4 separate regions of the Mus musculus genome follow, and all the other regions are linked to region 2. Evidence: chromatin contacts called from public HiChIP or PLAC-seq and promoter capture Hi-C data. All regions are on one chromosome and are shown on one strand. The core of a region is the stretch at or near the end of the contact, and the rest is flanking DNA. Distances in the headings are between cores, read along the strand shown. Region 1 holds the start of Zfp809 (zinc finger protein 809). Region 2 holds the start of Ccdc159 (coiled-coil domain containing 159). Region 3 holds the start of 9530077C05Rik (RIKEN cDNA 9530077C05 gene). Region 4 holds the start of Dnm2 (dynamin 2).

The links. Promoter capture Hi-C pulls out the DNA fragments that hold promoters and counts their contacts. HiChIP or PLAC-seq counts read pairs in DNA pulled down with a chosen protein or histone mark. Capture Hi-C pulls out chosen DNA fragments and counts their contacts.
Region 1: a contact with region 2 is called in an H3K27ac HiChIP or PLAC-seq map of embryonic stem cells, with 7 read pairs. The contact joins the promoter of Zfp809 here to the promoter of Ccdc159 in region 2. A contact is called at or near these places in 18 of 39 promoter capture datasets (the 3T3-L1 cell line, 3T3-L1-derived adipocytes, the C10 cell line and 12 more), 2 of 484 Hi-C or Micro-C datasets (muscle stem cells and peritoneal macrophages) and 4 of 115 datasets of contacts at active chromatin or transcription factors (bone marrow-derived macrophages, embryonic stem cells and memory CD8 T cells).
Region 3: a contact with region 2 is called in a promoter capture Hi-C map of 3T3-L1-derived adipocytes, with 5 times the contacts expected there. The contact joins the promoter of 9530077C05Rik here to the promoter of Ccdc159 in region 2. A contact is called at or near these places in 7 of 39 promoter capture datasets (the 3T3-L1 cell line, 3T3-L1-derived adipocytes, the C10 cell line and 3 more) and 3 of 115 datasets of contacts at active chromatin or transcription factors (bone marrow-derived macrophages, kidney and microglia).
Region 4: a contact with region 2 is called in a promoter capture Hi-C map of pancreatic islet. The contact joins the promoter of Dnm2 here to the promoter of Ccdc159 in region 2. A contact is called at or near these places in 3 of 39 promoter capture datasets (cranial neural crest, liver and pre-B cells), 2 of 115 datasets of contacts at active chromatin or transcription factors (bone marrow-derived macrophages and pancreatic cancer cells) and 2 of 9 other capture datasets (adipose tissue and pancreatic islet).

What each region holds. Positions count from the first base shown.
Region 1 is chr9:22,224,297-22,226,996 of GRCm38.p6, reverse strand. It overlaps Zfp809 (zinc finger protein 809), which reads right to left and starts at 1,285. Exons shown (of 5, transcript NM_001164624.1): 1 at 1,165-1,285. The coding sequence starts at 1,167.
Region 2 is chr9:21,926,137-21,928,836 of GRCm38.p6, reverse strand. It overlaps Ccdc159 (coiled-coil domain containing 159), which reads right to left and starts at 1,366. Exons shown (of 13, transcript NM_025977.3): 1 at 1,109-1,366. The coding sequence starts at 1,119. Tmem205 (transmembrane protein 205) reads left to right here and starts at 1,302. Exons shown (of 4, transcript NM_178577.5): 1 at 1,302-1,545; 2 at 2,480-2,588; 3 at 2,683-2,700. The coding sequence starts at 2,489.
Region 3 is chr9:22,410,160-22,412,859 of GRCm38.p6, reverse strand. 9530077C05Rik (RIKEN cDNA 9530077C05 gene) reads right to left here and starts at 1,313. Exons shown (of 7, transcript NM_026739.3): 1 at 1,111-1,313. The coding sequence starts at 1,135.
Region 4 is chr9:21,423,494-21,426,193 of GRCm38.p6, reverse strand. Dnm2 (dynamin 2) reads right to left here and starts at 1,286. Exons shown (of 21, transcript NM_001253893.1): 1 at 938-1,286. The coding sequence starts at 1,098.

The DNA of each region.
Region 1 (2,700 bases), core at 36-2,535, 300 kb before region 2:
CATTAACCAGATGCATTGTCGACTCTGATAAGCCCCCGGCTTTAGAATTCTTATACGCCCCGGTACTACTCTGCTCACTACCGCGCCAATTCTTCCTAGACCCTACCCTATCAAAACCCTGAGTTTTTGAGTCTCAGGGTCGATTCCTCTGTCTCCTGAGTGAGATACGTATTGATTGACCCGGAGCTCGGCCATTAAAGCTGCCTCAAGAAGGTCTCTCATGTTTCTTTGGGTGACCCCGCGACCTGAGACTTGAGTGGGGGGCTCCTTCTTGGGGTCCTACAAGATGGCTCAGCGATTAAGAGCACTGACTGCTCTTCCAAAGGTCCCGAGTTCAAATCCCAGCAACCACATGGTGGCTCACAACCATCCGTAACGAGGTCTGACGCCCTCTTCTGGTGTGTCTGAAGATAACTACAGTGTACTTACATATAATAAATAAATAAATAAATCTTAAAAAAAAAAAAAAAAAAAAAAGAGCAACTCAGGGCCTGAAGAGATCTCACAGTCATACTGCTTCCCCCTTGCCTTCTGCTCCTCGGTACCACGTCACAGTCTGCACCACACACATCCAATGCGTGGCTATTCCTGTACCTCAGCAATTTTAAGATTAAGTCTATCAGATACTTTAAAACTACTGTTTAGGACAAGGAACTGAATTTTTATCTTCCCCACTTCCTCCAATTAATGCGCAAAAATATTTAATCCTCGGGGATCCTTTCAGACCCACTAGTCTCTCATCCATCCTAAGGATGGGTTCTATCAACATCTCCCAAGTCTATAAAGTTCCTGATTGGTGACAGCCAGGACACTGACAGGCCTATCCCAGAGTGACAGACAGATGGAGAGTCACCCCTACTAGACCCAGCTCCCTGCACCCAGCTTCCGAGAGTTTCCAGACAGGGCGCAGAGTTCCCCATCCCAACCTTGCAGGTAAACGGAAGCCCAGAGTTCCTAGTGTGACACCGGCGCTGAAGCGACCCAGCGGTCAGGCATTCCTGTCTCTTGCCTGTGGGTGGCAGAGCTGTGCAGGGCGTTGCAGCCAGCTCGAGTCCCCACGCATGGTCGGGGCGCGATAGGACGCTCCGGGGTGCCCTGAGCCCGCCCAGCCCCCATCCCACAGCCATCCACACCGGCTCCACAGGGACGCCGCGCCGAGCTCACCATGATGGGACTGGGAGCGTCCTGTGACTCGGTCTCCGCCACCAGCACAACTTCCCGCAACGGACGCCTGGGGACCACAGGACCCAAGATGGCAGGCTCAGACCTCCTCTGAACTTTCTAAATCCACCCCACTTCCTCATTTCAGAGCGGTCCTGTCACAGGGCCTGAGTGACAGTCAAAGTCACCAATCGATGACGGAAGGCGGGGCGTAGCAAAGGGCATAAGGCTGTCTGATCATACGGAAAGTCTTAGCGGACAGAAAAACGGTATCACAATAATTTATTTTAATTCCCGTGAAGTTTTCTTACTGTGATGTGATGTATGTGTCTCTGTGTGTGTCTCTGTGTTTCTCTGTGTGTGTGTGTGGCGCGGGGGGTGGGTGGGGGGTGCTGACCTGTGGATAAATGATAAGATTAAGCAACTCTGACCCAACCCAGACCGACTCTGACAAAACACATACCAGAAAAAAAAAAAAAAAAAAAAAAAAAAAAAAAGTGCTGGCTGAAGGCTACCTGGGCCCTCTGGGGAACGAAGGTACTCTCCAAGGATGACCCGATATCACCCAGCCAACCAGACAAAAGGTCTAGCCATCCATCACCAAGTGCCTAGAAGCTGTTACTGTAATCTGCCCTCTAAAAAAAAAAAAAAATGTATACGGTGCTTGTAAGCTAGAACCGGGATCGCCCCCTGTCTCTTGCTTGAGAGACTGCTGAAGATCGATCCCTGCGCACCAGAAAAAATAAACATAGATCTTGTCTCACTTGGGGTCTTCCAGCAGGTAAAGCCCCTCTGGGGCTTTACATGAGAAGCATTTTTTTTTTTTTTTTTTTGGTTTTTTTCGAGACAGGGTTTCTCTGTGTAGCCCTGACTGTCCTGGAATTCACTTTGTAGACCAGGCTGACTTGGAACTCAGAAATCCACCTGCCTCTGCCTCCTGAGTGCTGGGATTAAAGGCATGAGCCGCCACGCCCCGCTGAGAAGCAATTTTTTTCTTTTCTTTTTTTCTTTTCTTTTCTTTTTTTTTTTTTAAGATTTATTTATTATTATATCTAAGTACATTGTAGTTGTCTTTAGATGCACCAGAAGAGGGCGTCAGATCTCATTAAGAATGGTTGTGAGCCACCATGTGGTTGCTGGGGTTTGACCTCAGGACCTTTTGGAAGAACAGTCAGTGCTCTTAACCACTGAGCCATCTCTCCAGCCCGAGAAGCAATTTTTAACACAAAATTTAAAACAGTACTGCAAAACTTTTTTATTAAAACCACGGCTAATGCTCAGAGTAATGAGTTGCATTATGGCCCTTTCATGCAGATGTGTAATTATACTGTTTTCATTCATTCTGTATTAACATTCAGAGTATAATAACCAAATAGAAGACCAACAACATTTTAAATCTGTCATGTTGTAATATCCCAAATTAACGTGTAAGCCCCACCTGCCTGGGGACCAGGTACCTTCCTGGAATGCTGTAAGCTGTAGTTCCTGGAAAATAAGGAAACCCCATGGCAAAGAAAGTAGAGGGTAGCCTATGGGTTT
Region 2 (2,700 bases), core at 117-2,616:
CTAAGAACCAGCCCCAGACACCTGATCTCTTTAGTGTTTCCCCAAAGAGACTCCTCAGAGATGTTCCAGCCAGAATCTCCTCAGTATTGGCAGAAGTGAAAGTCAGAGGAGAGGTAAACCCAAACGGATGCCCAGTGACCAGCTTAAAGGTGGGAAGAGAAAACCAACTGCGTAAAGTTGTCCTCTGCCGTGCGTGCCATGACACACGCACTCGTAAGACATGTCTCATGCACAACAAGGATAACAAGGCTTTATATTTAAAAAGGGGACAGAAAGTAGTCACATGCCTTTAATCCCAGCACTCAGGAGGCAAAGGCAGGCAAATCTCTCTGAGTTCGAGGCCAGCCTGGTCCACTTAGTGAGTCTCAGTCAAGTCAGGGCAAGAGACCCTGTCACAAAAACCTTAAAAAAAAAAATGGCTTGAGAGTTGGTTTAGCTGCTTTTCCTGAGTACCCAGGTTCAATTCCCAGCACCCATAGGGTGACTCACAACCGTCTGTGTCTCCAGTCCCAGAGGATTTGATGCCCTCTTCTGACCTCTACAGGCACTAGATTCGAAAGCAGTGCCCAGACATATATACAAGCAAATCGTTAATACACATAAAAATTTTTTTAAATCTGAAACAAACAAAACACATAAAGGACAGGATGTGGTAGTTCAGCCCTTTTAATCCCAGAACTCAGGGGGTCCCTGAGTTCCAAGCCAGCCTAGTCTACAAAGCTAGTTCCAGGCCAGCCATGGCTACACAGTGAGAATCTATCTGGGAGGGGAAAAAATTATATATACTATATTGGGCTGCCCTGATTACACAGATTTAGTCCAATGCTTGTAAATGAAATTTGTTCTAGAATGTCACCTGAGGACCACAGATACCCTCGAAGATTAGAGCGGGAAAGGAAAGACACATTTCTGAGCGTCACCACCAGAAGGTCCCCAACCTTGCCTGCCCTCCCCACAACCCCAATTGAATCTTCAGCTGTCCCCTTCTCCAGAAAAATTTTCGAGCTTGGAAGCTTAACCATTGCTATTAGTCCTAACCCCTTGTTCTGTCAATCTAACACCCTTCCAGTCTCCCCATTCTCTTCCATTCCCACCTACTACAGCATACCACCCGTTCATGCTCTCCCATCAGGGACCACGAAGCCAGTCCCCAGCTGTGACGCTGAAGTTTTGATCCCCTGAGGACACCATCGTTGGAAAACGAGGGGAGGCCAAAGGTGGAGTCACAGAGAAGGGCGTGGTCCTCCCATAAGCCACGCCCGTTCACTCCGCTCAGGCGCGGAGCTCATTGGCGCCTGCGCATCTTCGGTGAGACTGGATGAAGTCCGGAGAGGCGAGATGGCCAGTTGATTCCCGCAAGCCAACTGGGCAATCCCTAAGTGGGAGAGTCCAGAGGAGTGAGAGCTGTGATCTCATTGGCTCTGGCTGGGAGGTGGGGCGAGGCCTGCGGGGCGGAAGAAAACCTGGGAAATCTCAGGCAAGCCGGAGCTGCACTGGAGCTGCCACGGTTCTTGGTCCCTACGCCTGAGCTCGTGTGCTCCAACGGTGGGGTCAGATGGGGCTCCGGGGGTGTTTTGGGATGTTCTTAGAATATCTCGGGTTCCGGATGAGGGCTCTTAGATGTCTGCAGAGCTAGGGTAATCCCTGAAAACCTAAGTATGTGAACTTGAGCTGCTGGGATTCAAGCTTTTGGGGTGCAGTGGACATTGTGGTTTAGAGAGAGTCTTTTGTTCTAGAATTTTGGTTTTGAGACAAGGTCTCATGTATCTCTGGTTGGCTTCCAACTCCTGCCCCTCCTGTTTCTACTTTTGTGCTGGAATGACAGACTAGAACCAGAACCTGTTTTATGCAGAACTGGAGACGGAACGCGAGGCTTCCTGCACGTGAGGCAAACGCTCTGCCCGCTGAGCCATTTGCTCAGCTGGACCTGAGATGTTTGCTTGCTTCCTTATTTTGAGAGAGTCTCACAGTATGTCAGGCAGTCCTCAAACTCAGTGATTTTCCTGCATCACCCTCTGATATGTTGGGGTTACAACTGTGAATCACCAGGCCAGTTTCTACGTCTTTAAAGGCTTTTTGGAATTGAGGAATCTTTTTCTAACTTTGAGCTAGAAAAGTGGCAACTCCCCTGTCTCCGTCTTCCAAGTGTTGGGGATTTACAGGTACAAGCCTTCATGTTGGGTGATATTATTTACTTATTATTATTACTATTATTTTGCAAGTATGGAGGATAGCATGTAAGGCCAGCACCAACAAAGTCCCTGACCGCAAAGCCACGATTCCAGCCCCAAGCCTGAGCCCAGATCGACTGGTTGGGCTTGAGATTGTCTAGGGTCTACTTTGGGTCTTCCAACTGCCATTTCCAGGCTGTTTTCTCTCATCTTTGCACCAGTGTGAGGCTGGCCCTATGCACTCTCTGCCAAGGCCTCAAAGCTCGGGGGTCGAAGGTTAAGCTGAGTCACCACTGTTTCCTTCCCAGGGCTGCAGAATGGAAAAAGGAGAGGACCCGGGAAGTCTGATTAAAGTCATCCACTTGCTGGTCTTGTCTGGTGCCTGGGGCATGCAGGTGTGGGTGACCTTTATCTCAGGTAGGGACCCTCCAACCTGTTATTTAGAGTGAGGACTGAGTAGGAGGGGGACCCGGAAGCAACCTAACGGTGTTTGTGGCCCTCCACCTCCCAGGCTTCCTGCTTTTTCGGA
Region 3 (2,700 bases), core at 64-2,563, 480 kb before region 2:
TTGACATTGTATTGTTTTGGGAGTTTTGTTTGTTTGTTTTTAGAGACAGGGTATCAGTGGCTGGTCTGGAACTTCTGTAGACCAGGCTGACTAAGCTCACCTGCGTCTGCCTCTGATAATGTGTTTTAAGGTGAAAGAGTTATATCTACATCAAATCACAATTTTAAAAAGCCTAATGCCAATTTAAGTGGCCTCTAAGATCTTGGCTTTTATAACTGCATGTCTCCTGTCAACATAACAGTGGAATAGTCTGTAGGTTATCGCAATCGCACAACAGTAGGTTCTGTGTTTTATAACACTGAACAGCAAACAGTGTAAAAAAATTAAGATGAGAAAGTAGTTTCACTTAAAAATAATTTAGTTTTTCAGTTTAAAAAGTTCTGCAATAACATATAATGAAAGGAGTTTCAAAGTACCATAATGAAACCTCTTACTTTGTATGCTAACTTAAAGAATGGTTTTAGCTATTGATGTCCATATCTTAGCACTGGGGAGACTGAGGCAGGAGGGTCAGGGGTTCAAAACAACTAATTTGGAAAATTGGTCTACTGGGTACTGCAATAGCCTGAAGCTAAAAGTTCTAGGCTTATTTTTGACTCTACTGTGGGAATTAGCTATTTCCCTTTATTCCGTTGTTTTGGTATCTGTCCTGCAGAAATGTTTTCATGCAGAATCAAATGCTAGGAAAATGACTCTGGAACTGTTTAATATTATTAAAGATTTAAATAGGGCTAATATGCATATCTATTCAAAAATGAAAGACAAACTTTCCAACCTTGGATCTAAACACCTGCTCTTATTAATAACATCAATTCAAAATGTTTGCTAATAAATGCAAACAAAAATACACAACATACACTGAAATGTAGAGATGTGTTTTCACAGCTGATTTTTTTTTTTTCTGAACATTCTAGAAAATATAACACCTTACTACACACCTAAAATGCTCTGGAATCGTATTGGACTCTACACTCTCTAGATTGCACAGCTCTTGCCCCTCACCTCTGCTGGGCTAGGGCTGTGCGACTGCACCTGGTCTTCCGAGTCCCAGACCCAACGGTCTCCACCCGCTGCAGCCGCGCCACTTGGGCCAGCAGTGCCTACACTCACCCGTTACGCGAATAGACTCCAGCATCGTCCCGCCAAGGCCAAGGCCAAGGCCGGCGGGCCGCACCGACGAAAACTCCCGTAAGGCAGCTCGAGACCAGATGGGGCAGGACTGGCAGCGCAAGGTGGAGGACCACGTCTTACCCAGAGGCTGGAAAGCGCTCTGGCGGTTCCACCTAGTCTCAGAGCTAAGAACCCGCCACGGTGACGTCGCTGCAACCCCGTTGCTAGGAGACGATCCTGCCTTCTTCCCGCACTCCACGCCACCAAACATGCTCGCCGCTGGAGGCGCTCCTGCGACTGACACCCTGCTCGTAGGGAGAGAAGGGAAGCGAACTACAACTCCCAGCGTGCACAACGCGGACCCGTGCAAGGAGCTGGTCCGCAGAGGCTGGGGTGTTTGTGTGGGGAGGTCGGGATCTGTATGAGGCTCAAAGGGCTTCATTTCATGATGGTAGAGGGAAATAGAAATGGTGTAATAATTCTGAGTTTTAGTTGACCAGAGCAAATTCAGACCCCTGACCTTCCAGCTAATTTACATGGTATGAAATAAATAGGGCGATTTTAGAAGAAAAAAATGGCCAGGTATGGTGGCACACTCCTGTTATCCAAACACTTGAGATGTGCAGCAAAGATGATCAGGGGTTCAAGACCATCATTGCTATATAGTGAATTTTGAGACCATCTTGACTATACAAGAATGTCTAAAAAAAAAAAAAGAATAAAATAAATAAATGCAATATTTAATTTAAAAAGGAGATCTGGAGAAATGGCTCAGCAGTTAAGAACACTGACTACTTTACAGAGGACTTGGGTTTGTTTCCTCATGGCAGCTCACAACTACATGTAACTCCACTTCGAGAGCACCCCATCCCTCTGGCTCTCCCCAGGCCCATACTCGCAAACACTCATGAAATACACACAATTTTTTTTAAACTGAATTGAAAAAGGAAACAGACTGTGGGTGTAGCTCAGATGGTGAAGGGCTCTCTTTAGCATTCAGAGACCCCTGAATTTAATCCCCAGTACTATACAAACCTGGCCTGGTGGTACACATCTCTAATTCCAGCATTCAGGAGGTAGAAGCAGGAGGATCAAGATGTTCCAATTCCTCTATAAGCTTGAAGCCACCCTATATTATATCTATATTATATTATGTATATATCTGAGGTTGCATAAAGGGGTTTTGAGAGGGAGAAGTTGATAGTGAATAATTAAATCATAAATTTACTTTAAATCTATTATTTGTATATATAGAATTTTACCATTTTAGAATATGAAAGCTAATTTCACACTGAGATGGATGTGCTTGTTTATTTTTACATAAATAATCTCAGCTGAATATTTAATAATGCAGGGCACAGAGTATCTTCAACACAGTTCTGTGCGTGTGTGTGTGTGTGTGTGTGTGTGTGTGTGTGTAAGCACTTGTATGCCTTGATTTATGTGTGGAGGTCAGAGGACAACTTGCAGGAGTCAGTTCTCTCCTTCCACCAAATGGGTTCTGGGAATGGAACTCAGGTCGTCAGCTTGGTGGTAGGTGCCTTTACTGCTGAGCCATCTCACCAGCCTGCATCTTCCACATTTTTCAGA
Region 4 (2,700 bases), core at 37-2,536, 500 kb after region 2:
CACTCACTTCCTGGATCCTACAAACAGCTGCAAGTGGAATTTGCCCACTGGACAGATGGAACAAGCTGAGGCTCCCAGAGCTATCTAGAGAGCATTCCAACTGGGAAGCTCTAGGTTAGGGGATCCTAGCCCAAGAAAGAATCCTAAAGAATGTTTCTTCCCAAGTTCTCCAACCTCTGTCACTCAGAGAGGATGGACAGGCAGGGATGCCTGGGTGGGAATGGAGAACAGACTAATGGATGGATTCAAAGAGCCAGTCGGCCCAAGAGAACCAGATAACAGGAGGCTCCCAAAGTTCAGCCAGTCAGATGGCAGAGGCCAACTCACGTAAATAAGGGGCACAGATGGGCATTTGCACACGAGAGGTCACCTTAGATGGCTAGCCAGACAACGGTGGACTTCAGAGTGAGTTTGGACAGATGGGACAACCAAATGGTGCCGGTAGGAAGCCTGTCTAGAACAGATAACCAGCTAACCAGGCAAGAGAGCAGGCTCCAGAAAATAACTGGCCAGACAGACCCCAGGGGTCATTCCCCATGGATGGCTAAGTGGCAAGTGTTATCTTCAACATCTTAGCACACACACTAAGATTTCCAGGTAGCAGAAGGAAAGAGGAGTGGATCTATCCCGGACTACAGGTAAAGCGATGTCAGAGTTGCCCAGCCATAGCCGGAACTAGAAGCACCAAGAGGGGTCGGCACTGACCGTCTTGCCCCAAACACCGCCCACTATCATCGACTAGTCCCAGACTTGGATCTGCATCTCCAGTCCCTGCGGAAAGCCATGGAGACTCTTGCCCCAGACCTTATCCACTGCCACCGGTGCTGCGGCGTCCGCGAGCCGCAGTTCCGCCATTCCCCGCCCGCCCTCCGCGCCCTAGGCCGCCGCCCGCCCTCCCGGCCGGAGCCCCAGAACCGCCGCCGGCGCGCTCGCTCACCGGCCCACGAAGTTCTCGAGCACCGAACTTTTGCCGGCGCTCTGGCCGCCCACCACGGCGATCTGCGGCAGGTCCAGGTGGCAGCTCTGACCGATGGAGCTGAAGGCGTCCTGCAGCTTGTTAACCAGCGGGATGAGCTCTTCCATCCCGCGGTTGCCCATGGTGTCCGCCTCCGCCGCGCGGATCCCCCGACTAAGACTCTCGGTTCCGATGTGTCTGTGGCCGTTGCTTCCTCCTGCTCTGCTCTGCCGGCCCGCCCGGTCTCCCCTTCGCCGCGACGCCCGCTCCCGGCTCGGCCTCAGAGTCGCCGCCTCATCCGGTTCTCAGGCGACACCCGACCCGAGCGAACAACCCTCCCGGCCTCCGGGGCGGAGTCCGCAACCCTACTGCTATATCCAATTGGTTCAAAGCACTGCCACTCAAGAACGTGAGCCAATAAAAAAGGCACGAGGAAGGGCTAATCTCACAAATTCACTGGGTAATAAAACTGTCACTCTTAAGTGAAAGCCAATAGAAGTCAAACCGGGTTGTCAGACCGGGAAGGCGGGGTCTCTGGAAAAGACACTGAGGCCTCAGCTCACTAGGTTGATTCGGGTTGGCTTATTGGTCGCAGAAACGTCAACCTGCCAAGGGTGTAAGGGATCCATTCTTCAACACTGGATTGTCACTTGACACTAGTTAATTCCGTAAAAATTTCTCATTGGCTGATATAAATATCACTTCTCTACTCCAACCAGTAAGAGGAAAGAGAGCCGCAATCTTTTTCTATAGTTTCTATAGTTTTGTATGCTGGCTACAGACTCTTGATGTTCCTCCTGTCTCAGCCTCCCTCCTGCTAGGATACACGCTACTACCTTCCCAATCCTCACTGACAACTGTGTCATAAAAGTTCTTCCAACTTCCTGGCATTTGCTATCACTTTGTGATATTCTTTTTAAGCAAAAGGCCACAGTGCTCAGGGAAGCACACCGTGGTAAGGTTCAGTGGCTGTTACACCTGAATTCTTAGGCTGTAGTGAAAACCCATATTTTAGAAAGCATCGCAGTCGGGCGTGGTGTCGCGTGCCTTTAATCCCAGTACTCGGGAGGCAGAGGCAGGCAGATTTCTGAGTTCAAGGCCAGCCTGGTCTACAGAGTGAGTTCCATGACAGCCAGGGCTATACAGAGAAACACTGTCTCGAAAAACAAAACAAAACAAAACAAAACAAAAAAACTAAAACAAAAAAACAAAAAAACAAAACAAAGCAGAAAGCATCGCAGATCCCAACTCTGGAAGAATCCCAGTGCCAGTGAAAGATGAGTCGACACTTCTGCCTCATAAAGGCGTTCTCACCCTCTCGTGCTTATTTCTGTACGTTACAGAGGGTCAAGTCTACAGTTCCATTAAGCCAAGCAAGTGTTTTGCGGATGGCTACAACTGTAGGTTTATTTTTACTTTAATTTTTTTTTTCTCCTAGACCAATGGCTCAGTACTTGCTGCCTTGGGAGCCGACTCAAATTTGGTTCCCAGCACCTGCATGACAACTCACACAACCATCAGTGATTCCAGTTCCAGGAATCTGACACCCTCGTCTGGCCTCCACTAGAAACAGACACAGACATAATGCACATACCGACATGCAGGCAAAAAAAAAAAAAATCCATGTACAATTTTTTTAATTTACATAAAATAACAGTTAAAAAGTTTTAAAGATTTATTTTATTTTTATGCGCACCAGATCTGTGCCCGGTGCCCACAGAAGTCAGGAAGGATCAGATTCCCTA